Linked DNA regions of Mus musculus: all the other regions are linked to region 1. Evidence: chromatin contacts called from public ChIA-PET data. All regions are on one chromosome and are shown on one strand. The core of a region is the stretch at or near the end of the contact, and the rest is flanking DNA. Distances in the headings are between cores, read along the strand shown. Region 1 has its middle 20 kb from the start of A630075F10Rik. Region 2 has its middle 24 kb from the start of Zfp217. Region 3 holds the start of Zfp217 (zinc finger protein 217).

Evidence for each region. ChIA-PET counts read pairs in DNA pulled down with a chosen protein or histone mark.
Region 2: a contact with region 1 is called in an RNA polymerase II ChIA-PET map of memory CD8 T cells, with 47 read pairs. The contact joins two enhancer-like sites. A contact is called at or near these places in 1 of 39 promoter capture datasets (pre-B cells), 2 of 115 datasets of contacts at active chromatin or transcription factors (embryonic stem cells and memory CD8 T cells) and 1 of 9 other capture datasets (adipose tissue).
Region 3: an RNA polymerase II ChIA-PET map of memory CD8 T cells shows a contact between it and region 1, with 80 read pairs. The contact joins the promoter of Zfp217 here to the enhancer-like site in region 1. A contact is called at or near these places in 1 of 39 promoter capture datasets (pre-B cells), 1 of 115 datasets of contacts at active chromatin or transcription factors (memory CD8 T cells) and 1 of 9 other capture datasets (adipose tissue).

The regions. Positions count from the first base shown.
Region 1 is chr2:170,048,924-170,052,463 of GRCm38.p6, forward strand. It overlaps a transcript of Tshz2 not described here. Among named protein-coding and RNA genes, the nearest start is that of A630075F10Rik, 20 kb to the right of the region's middle. Within about 2 kb of position 1,863, at least 9 of the 459 cell types and tissues checked have an H3K27ac peak or open chromatin away from gene starts, as enhancers often do. A contact at or near this core is called in memory CD8 T cells, where this site is marked.
Region 2 is chr2:170,153,449-170,156,988 of GRCm38.p6, forward strand. No RefSeq gene overlaps it. Among named protein-coding and RNA genes, the nearest start is that of Zfp217, 24 kb to the left of the region's middle. Within about 2 kb of position 1,778, at least 201 of the 459 cell types and tissues checked have an H3K27ac peak or open chromatin away from gene starts, as enhancers often do. A contact at or near this core is called in memory CD8 T cells, where this site is marked.
Region 3 is chr2:170,129,256-170,132,795 of GRCm38.p6, forward strand. Zfp217 (zinc finger protein 217) reads right to left here and starts at 1,965. Exons shown (of 6, transcript NM_001033299.3): 1 at 1,793-1,965.

The DNA.
Region 1 (3,540 bases), core at 613-3,112:
GAGGGTTCAGTGAGTACAGGAGCTTGCTGCCAAGCCCAACTACCTGAGTTCAAGCCCTGGAGTTCACACAGTGAAAGGAGAGAACTGACTCCCAAAAGATGACCTATGTTCCTGTTTGCTTTCCCATTGCTGTGATGAAAGACCATGAGCAAAAGCAAGCTGGGGAGGAAAGGGCTCACCTGGCTTCTGTTTCCAGGTTGTAATTCATTACCGAGAAGTCAGGACAGGAACTCAAGCAGGAGCAGAGGCAGGGAACATGGAGGAGTGCTGCTTAGGAGCTTGATTTCTTATACAACCTGGAGCCCCTGTCTAACGGGTGGGGTGGGGGGAGCAGAGACCACACACAGTAGGTGGGGCCCTCCTACGTCAATTGACTGTTAAGAAAAATGCCCATGACACACTCACAAGACAATGTAAGCAGCTGAAGCTGTGTGATGAAACAGGAGGGCCTTCGTCCAGGGTGAAGGGACTAGAGCGGCTTCCAATGCGACTCGCATGGCGAGACAAGGCAGACAGCGTGCTGGGGGGAGCATGTGGATGGAGCAGAGTTTCAATGAGCAGGCTCCACCAACTTTATTTTTCCCCCACAGCTTATATATCCCAACAAGCTCTCTCAGGCAGTACAGGGGTCACAATGTGGTTACACTCTTTTTCTTTTCTTTAAGTGAATGATTACAGTGTACATAAGAAAGAAAGAAAAAAAACATGTTCCCCAATACCCTCGCATGAATAAATACTCTGTAGTACAGGTAAACACACACACATGGGCACATACACACATACATACACATAACATACACACATACACACACACATACACACACACACATACACACACACATACACACATACACACACATATACACACATACACACACATACACAAACACACACACATACACACACATGCACACACGCACACACACAAACACATGCACACACATACACACACATGCACACACACATACACACACATATATACACACACACATACATACACATACACATGCACACACACATACACACACATGTACACACACACATGAATTATCCCCATGAACCCACATACATCCATAACTAAGCAACTTGTTATAGATTAACAAAATATAAGCAACTGAGATCATTTTCTCAACCAGCTCCTCTTACTGGCAGGTGGCAATTTGCAGTTACAAAGAAGGGATCAATTATGTCATTATTTATCTTAAAAAGTAATCTTATAAAGAAAATCTTAAAAGAATCACAAATCTAAACTTTTACATATATATATATATATATATATATATATATATATATATAAACAGTCATTTCTCCTCTGAATCCTCAGGGTGCACACTTACTCATTAACAATTTTTATTAAGTCATATCAGGAAGCTGAGGGCAAAAATGGGTACAAGAAATAAATCACCACTTTGATCACTCGTCCAGCTTCAGCAAGAAAGAGGCACCTCAGCTAGTTCCACTCGGGCTGCTGTTGTTCTTGTCCCTTGACCTTAAAAACATCTTCGCTCAGTAATCAAAAGTGTGCCTTCTGAACTCTAAATTGTTCAAGACTTTCTACATCAAAGCCACTAGCAGAAACACTTTACCCCGTCTTTACTACCGATCTACCTCTCCAAGTTCTTTCTAAGGGTGATGGACACTTAACTATCTGTGCCCTTAAGGCCTTTCTGAGGGTGGAGTCGTTCATCTGACTCAGCAGCAAGGCTTGGGAAAGATCAAGCACTATTGTTTTAAGGACAGGTGAGGGGCTGGAAGCCCCCTTTAGAGCTTTCATGGAGCTCATAGATTAGGAGGGTTGCAAGAGGAACAGGCAGAGCAAAACCCCACAACAGCAGGAAGTTCTCAGGACACGTGCTACTCTGGGCTCTGCCTCCCTGAGGCCTGCTTGATGTGGCCCAGGGATCAAACTCAGAGTTGATAAGGGGCTTGTGTCCTTCAAGCTCCCTGAACCTCGGGGGTTCACCCACAGAATGAAGAGATCAACGCCCATGTTTACAGCTAGAGAGTACAGAACAAAGAAGCCTGTGGTGGGTACACGAAGCTGCCTGCCTTGCTCTGGCTGTGTTTCTCAAGGCATGTTTTATGCTTTTGTCTTCTTTGTTTTGTTTTGTTTTTTTCGAGACAGGGTTTCTCTACATAGCCCCGGCTGTCTTGTAATTCACTATGTAAACAGGCTGGTCTCAACTCACCGAAATCCTCCTGCTTCTGCCTCCTGAGCCCTGGGATCCACGGTGTGTGCCACCACACCTCGCTATTGAGTTGTCGTTTAATGTGTGCAGTTTAGTAACCCCGTCGACTCTAAGCATCTTAAAGGGAAGAGTCATGTCTTCCGGTAAACCCAAACTATCACACAGATTAAGTGTGGAGTTAGGAATGTCAGTCCTTCGAGGGTCTGGTGAATGAATGGAGGTCGTGAGATCATACCAGACACAATACACATGATGTCCCTCCACAGGGTCCCGTTCTTTGAACGCTAGATGGCTTTATTCTTAAGTATGCCACAGGGTAATGCTTGGTGCCTGGGCAGTGAATGAGCAGGGCATTCAGTGAATGGGCAAATGAGTGAATGGATGGATGGATGGATAAATGAATGGACCTGTGAATGAATGGATGAGTGGATGAATGGGTGGGAAAATTTGCCTTTAGTTAAGTGCAGCAACAACAAGAAAGAGATTTTACTTTGTCGTCTGGCTTTCAGATGCCTCTGCCAACAACGAAAGCTTCCTTCCAGGGAGGGCAGATGGCGGCCTGCACAATGAACAGTTTAATCTTCAGAAAATGGAACAGCGTTGCCAGCAAACTCCATTTTTCTCCACGAACACATTGTCAATAACATGCATTCTGAAACATGTGGTGAAATTGATGGCCGGGCCCTGATGGATGGGAACAGCAACAAATTAAATGGTCCCTCTCTCCTGACTCACCTGGGGTCCCTCAGACCAGCCCCTCCTCGCTCGCACTGATAATCAAGGAGATCTAGTTAAAATGCCTCATGGTGTGATGGCTCTATGGAGAGAGGGAGGAAGAGATGTCCAGAGCCTCCTGCCTTAAAGTCAGGATGAGGGGCATCACTCATTGGATAATGACCAGCTTAGGAAGGCGCCGGCTCTCCATCCTCACATAAAAGCAGATATTAGGGGCTGGAGAGATGGTAGTTAAAGCATTGACTATTCTTCCAGAGGATTCCGTTCCCAGCACCCAGAGTATATCACTCCAGCCTTGAGGGACCTGGTGCCCTCTTCTGGCCTCCACAGGCACTTGGAGCTCCTGTATATAGACACACAAATTGATGAACACATATACACATAATTAAGAATAAAGTGGTGGCTCACGCCTTTAATTCCAGCACTCAGGAGGCAGAGACAGGCGGATTTCTGAGTTTGAGGCCAGCCTGGTCTACAAAGTGAGTTCCAGGACAGCCAGGGCTACACAGAGAAACCCTGTCTCAAAAAACCAAAAAAAAAAGAAAGAAAGAAAGAAAGAAAGAGAGAGAGGGAGGGAGGGAGGGAGGGAGGGAGGGAGGGAGGGAGGGAGGGAGGG
Region 2 (3,540 bases), core at 528-3,027, 100 kb after region 1:
AGCGATTCCGGTTTCCCTTCCCGGGATTAAGGCAGCACCAGGTGTAAAGCGAAACGCACCGGGGCGGGCTCCCGGGCGTCCTGGCTCCTACGAGTCCTTCTGCCCCTTTGTGGCTTGCAGAAAGATCCGGGGACCCTCTGCGACCTTGGCCCTACACAGGGGCAAAGCCCACTTCTGAACCCCGAGTGGGAATGGAATCAGTCCCGACCCAACCCGGCAGTCCCTACGGACATAAAGTGTGGTTGTGCAATTTTCTCAGTAAGATGACCCGAGGCCAGCGGCATGGTTGCTGCTTCCACGGAGACCGTTTTCGTGCATTTGGGTTCTCTATAGTCAGCACTTAGGCCTGCGACCCGGTGTCGTCTTAGGCGACATATTTTGAGAACATGTGGTGAAAATTGGGATTTTTTTTTTTTCCTTCTTCCTCCTCCCCTCCCCACCCTTCTTCTTCTGCCTAAAAAAACAAGATAAGCCTGTATGCAAATAGATTCCGGGTAACCTCAGATACGCTCTCGATTTTAACTTTATTTACAGAATTTAGAATTACAGAGTCTTCCTGGGACCCGACTAATTTCTATTTGCATACCTACAACATTACCAATATTCTCCACGTCTGAATCACTGGGTTTATCGCGCCGACGCTACTTTTAACCACACTAGCAGGGACAATGGGCGTCGTCTGTGTCAGCTTTTGGACTGTTTATGTAGGATTGTTTATATGGAGAGACAAAAGGGGCAGGATTTTTCCTAATTTTTTTTTTTTTTACATTTTTTAAGATTAATCTTTCTGGATTAGCAAAGAAAGTAATGGGTCTCCTTGATGCGTTTTCCACAACTTTGTACCTTGATACTGCCTTCTCATTGGTTAAGGGATATTTAAGGAAGTTTTAAAATTGAAATGAGCGCTGGAGGGGGGGGGGGATGTGACTCAGCCACATGGTACTCAGCTTCGTTCGCCACAAAACTAAAGTTATTAAATTAAAATAAATAAATAAATAGGTACCATGTCCCAATGATTTCAAGGTAACATTTGAACTAGTTTTATTTATGTAGTTCATACGCTACAGAAACATACAGAATGCCATTCTAGTGACTACAGCTACTCTCCTTTTGAGGTTAAAGACACCAGTTTCTTGAAGAGAAGGTCGACTTTTAAATGTTGACTAGTTTAAGATGCTCAAACACCTCTCCCACCTACACTCCTGAAAACAACCCTAATTAAACTCATTGGGTAATGCGCAAGATAGAATGGCCATTTTAAAAATAAAAGGGGGATACTTGTTCGTGCCTTTAATCCCAGCACTTGGCAGGCAGAAACAGGCAGCCAGCCTGGTCTACAGAGTGAGTTCCACAACAGCCAGGGATACACACACACACACACACACACACACAAAGATAAAAAAAAAAAAAAAAAAAAAAGTAAAGGGGGGGGCATTTTGGAAGGTGGGGGAGGGGTGGAGTACCATATTCATCATATACATGTCCAAAAAGGCCATAATGCAACGCATTATTACGAACAATTCACCTATGCCAGCTGAAAAGACAGCTTAGTGAATAACTCTTAAGACTAGAAATCTAAATGAATACAATGGAAAAGCCAAACAGGAAACAGAAGCGAGGAGGACAACCTCGGGCGTTTGCCAGAGAGAACAGGAAGTGAGAAGCAGCGAGTGTGTGACAGTTTATTTTCTGCGAGCCTTGTTATCAGGTGAATGAACTCCCTCTGGAGGATGGAAACAGGCAGACCGGGATGCCTGGCCGCTTCAGCGGCTCCTGGATAGTTAGAAAGCTTCCCAAAGCCGGTTATTCTCCGACGCCAATCGCGGCGCTTTTCTGCAAGGAGACACTGACTGGTTCATGAAATCATCAAGATTTCGAAACCTGCTTGCACCATCTCTCTCTCTCTCTCTCTCTCTCTCTCTCTCTCTCTCTCTCTCTCTCTCTCTCTCTCTCTCTTTCTCTCTCTCCTACCTCTGCCTAAAGCAGTCTGTGGCCTAAACCCGGATAGGCTATCCCGATTTGCTGAGGTCTGGGGAGTTTGGGCAGAGTGGACATAGCTGAGGGTCTTGGGGTGTCCAAGACAGAAGCTCAGAACCTCCCCATACCCTGCTAGTCCATGTGGAGGGGGTTCTCTCTATCTCCCCCGGGGCCTGTGATTAACTAATTCTGGTGCAGTAACTATTTGGCCATAGCCCTGGCCGGCCTCCAGGTTTCATGTGGAACTGTAAATGGGCGTGGTCCCCAGATAGGCTGGCCCGTGTTCCTAGGAAGCCTTACATACAAGCCCCAGCCTTACAGAATTTGGCCAGAAATGGGTTACAAATGAGAGTGTGTTTGGCTAGGGAGTACTGATTTCTTGATCCTTTTCTCAGTTCTGAACTCAGGCTAGCTTAGTGACCAAAAGCCTGTCAACAAATGTTTGTGTCAGGAAGAAATGTGAGAGAGCTGGTTTTTTGCTTGAAACAGCTTCATCCTGACTCTTTTCTTAAACGAGGAGACTGTTTTTGGCTATATATATATAGCCAAATATATCTCCAAAATACACACACACATATAGTGGGTATATAAATAAAACAAATATATCAATATTTATAGATAAACACACACACACATATATATCCAAACACACACACGCATATATATATATATATATATATATATATATATATATATATATATATATCCAAAATACACACACACACATATAGTGGGTATATAAATTATATATTTGAGACAAGCTATCATGGAAGTCCAGGCTGCCAGCTATAATTTGCTTTGTAGCTGAGGCAGACTTTGAACTCCTAGCCTTCATGTCTTGAATTACAAGTTATTATCATTGAAGGAGTGGAGCCCAGTGTCTCATGTGCTGAGCAATCACCCTACCAATTCAGGTACTTCCCTAACATTATTTATTTATATATTTTGCTTTTTGAGACAGAGTACCTCTATGTAGTCCTGGCTGCCTAGAACTTGCTAGGTAGACTAGCAACTCACAGAGATCCTACTAGCCCTGCCTCTGGTGAGCTGGAATTAGAGATGTGTACCAACACACCCAGCCGTTAATATGCATTCTTTTTATTTTTAAGATTTATTTATTTTATGTATGTAAGTACATTGTAACCATACAGATGCTTGTGAGCTTTCATGTGGTTGTTGGAATTGAACTTTAGGTACCTCTGCTCGCTCCGGTTAATTCTGCTCACTCCGGCCCAAAGATTTATTTATTATTATACATAAGTACACTGTAGCTGACTTCAGACACACCTGAAGAGGGTATCAGATCTCATTACGGGTGGTTGTGAGCCACCATGTGGTTGCTGGGATTTGAACTCAGGACCTTTGGAAAAGCAGTCAGTGCTCTTAACAGCTGAGCCATCTTGCCACCCTCTTAATATGTATTCTTTAAAAGATTATTTTTATTTTATCTGTGTGGGTATTTTGCCTTCATGTACCATGTACACTCTTAGTGCCTGGGGAGGAGGCCAAGGAAAATCAGAACCCTGGAAATGGAATTATAGTTGTAAGCAGAGCCAAACCCAG
Region 3 (3,540 bases), core at 715-3,214, 80 kb after region 1:
TGAAAGGGGATAATGCGAAGCCAAGACAATCAGGGAGTGTCGATCTTTTCAATCTGCCAGTTATCCCACTAAAGGAAATCACACTGCAAAGTGTGGAGATGGAGTGAGGATGAAAGGAGTAAAGAAACGTGGCCTTCCTCCAGTCAGGTCTTCCCCCTGCTTCCTCCTCCTGCACACAGACCAAGGTGCAGTCTAAAGAGCCAAAATATGGAAGTTCCCAGGGATGACTAATGCTAACTATCCACAACTCAGTCTTCAGAGGTCACTGCCTCTTGGATTTTATACTTACATAACTGGAAAGCTGGCAGCATGGTGGAGGGACTCAATCAAATCAGGATTCAAAATTAAAACCAAAATAACCAGATAGCCTAAATATACCACCAGGCTCCACAGGTTTGAAAAAACAGTATCTAAAATAAATACGACTTCTCCAGCAGGAGGGGGAAAAGTCATCTACCAGTAAGGACACACCTTAAAAGTTCTCAGCACAGTAACTAAGCACCAACTAGTGGTCTGATAGATACACTCCCCAGACAGAAAGCAGTAAGGTTAGTTCTCTGCACTTGTCACTACAAAAAAAAAAAAAAAATTTTTTTTTTGAAACTAGACCTGTTACTAATCCTTCTCGAAACAAAAACTTAACATCTGATATCCAATTTGGTACCAAGGTGGTCGATTTACTCTGGGAAAAGTAGTCAAGAAGGCTGTGGACGTTTTTCTCTTACAAAGAGAGGTGAAAGGCCCCCTGAGGCCCCTACCTAGTTGCCAGGCATGGCCAGCAGCTGTGGCTACCCTGCCTCCTCTTTTGTTGGCCTTAATCTCATGTCAAGTTATTCAACCACCTCAAAAGGGATGAAGACATAATTGAATCAACCTGAACTAAATCAGACCTAGGCCTCTTAAAACATACAACTTAATGGCTCCAACCCATCCCAAACCAGGAAACTGGCCACGGGATCCTGGGGTACACATGGTGCCCTACAGCCCTGGACCCCAAGCTGGTGCCCCTTAATCAACGCATGCTCAGGAATGCCTGTTTCTCAGAGAAAGAAACTAAGGCTCACAGGACACAGCCCTTAAGGTTGGGAACGACCACCCCGAGCCCCCGACCCAAACAATAAAAAGTTTAAAAGTTTCTACTACTGTGTGAGTGCGGACCGGCCCCCACTGGGGGTCCCAGAAGTGGGCCCCCGGGACTTCGGCTCACTTCAGGAAGCAAACCTTTCGGGAAAAATCCCCGCCCGCTGTCCCCACCCCCACCCTCCCCGCCCAAGAATGCGCTTCCCGTGCGCCGAGGGTCTGAGGCGGGGGCGCCCTTCACTGCGCGCCCGCTCGCGTTGAGGCTAAACTGAGGCGCACGGGGCGGCGCCCTCGGATGTGCGGTGCCGCCTCCCGCCAACCCGCACGAACTTCCCACGGGAGTTTGCGGGACGTTCTAAGTTTGGGAGTGAAACCGAACACCTTCCTTGGTTGGCAGGACGCAGCTCCCGCAGGGGCCCGGACCCCCGACGGCCACGCCGCGCCGGGCAGGCCATTGTCTCGGCCGTCCCTCCCAGCCCCACGCGCGGCCGCAGCCGTGGGGACGCGGCCCCGGCGCCCCTTTACCTGCGGCCGTCCGGCTGCACCGCCCAGCCGCGGGGCTGAAGGAGCGGCAGAGGCGGCGCGGCCTTTGTGCGTCTGCCGCTAGCCCCGACGGCGCGGGGACCGGGACGGGGCCGCGCCATGCCCGCCTCCCACGGCCGCGGGCGCCGGGACCCCCACCCCCACAGAGGCTCCGGGGGGCCGGGCTCACCTCCGGCGCGGGGCGAGGGAGCGGCGCGGGCGCCCCCTACTCGTCCGCGCGGGGACAGTGCAGGCGCGGGGTCCCTGCGCGGGCGGGCGGGCGGCCGGCGTCCGGCGGGGGGACTGTTGGGGCAGAAAGTGCTCGCAGCAGCTGTTGCGCCCTCCCCCCCGGCCGCGCCGCCTGACGCCCCGCCCCCGGCCACGCCCCCTCTGTGACCGCGCGTGTGCGCAAGCGCGTCCCCGACCCGCCCACCGCTGCGGGCCACGCCCCCCTCGGACCCCCCGAGGCGCGAGCCCCGCGGAGCGGCGCGCGCACCCCACTCCCACCCCGTGGGCTCCCGCGCACGCGCGCCCCGCGCCGTGTCCCGCCATCCGGCCTAACGTGGCGCGCTCGCGCCCGGGCGGTTCCAGTGACAGGTATTCTGGGGATGGAGGGGGGGGCTGCAAACGCAGCACGCAGGCGCACAGCCAGTCCTCCCTCGCCGCCTCCCCCTCCCTTGCAAGGTGCGCCCCGGGAGGGGAGGGAAGAGGAGGGGAGGGGCCGGTTGCCCAACTCCCCGGTCGCCCAGAATCACGAACAACAACAATAATAATAATAAAAATTTAAAAATAAACCAACCTTGCCACTGGCTTCGGGAGCTCACAGGATAGCGGTGTTCTGAGGTGTTGTGAAGGTTAACACTTTCAGAGAGTCAATGTGAGGAAGGTCCGAGACCTAAAAAGAATAAATTTTCTCTTAAATTGTTATCTTCAAAAAGCCTTTTTATTTCTTCCTTAACACCCTGGGCTTGTGTTTCTATTATAGTTTCATATCTGAATTTGGACTTGGTACCTAATAAATCTTAGTTTGCAGAGAAATTCATTTGAGTGAAACTAGGCTTAAAAGTGTGCTCAAAAACAAAAACCACACACTTCTTTATGCCCATCTCACTTAAAGCGTTTCCCTTCTGTTTTGTTCCTGACTCGTATTAAAGATGAAAGAAGATAAGACAGGAAAAGGTTTGACTCCAAAGGCCTGGGACTGATGTCCCGTTTTAAGCAAGCCCCAGGGAGGAACTATGGCGGCCACAATCACATCCAATAATTTTTCTGCTCCAAAATGCAAATGAACTCAAATGTAAAATAGATTTATTGCTTAACACCGAACAGTCAACTTGTTTGTTTCTTTTTCAAGCTGGCCCTCGGTGTATCAAAAAGTGGGAAAACATCAAGAAAAGCATACATACCCATTTCCTAAATCAAAAAGAAGCGTGGGGGTTGGGGGGGAACGGGACAAAAAAGAACCGACCGGAACTGGTAAGCAACGCAGTCCTTAATAAATAGGAAGAAGAATTCAAGAAGACAGCTTAGCAAGGGGCAAGAACCTGCCTTGTAGAATGTTTTTGCTGTCATTTTACATAGAACTACCAACCCACATATGGTCTCGTTAGTCTTTTTTTTCAAAGGAAGTGAATCAATTACTTACTCACAATTAATTAGCATCGCTGGAAGTAGATCCTTAAGCCAGCCCTGATTCTCATCCAAGCCCAGAAGATATTGATCATTTTTAGTACTAGGGTTCCTTTTCTCACCACAGATTAATATCTTTCTCTAAAGTATTATATTTACCCTATAAATATCATAAACTATAATATTTATAAGGTTAAAGCCTTATAAATATTCACGATCAAAACGCAACAGCTCAGCAAGCATTCATAAGCAGAAGACTTCATTTAACTTTGACCCCCCCAAATTAAAAAAAAAAAAAAAAAACGAGGG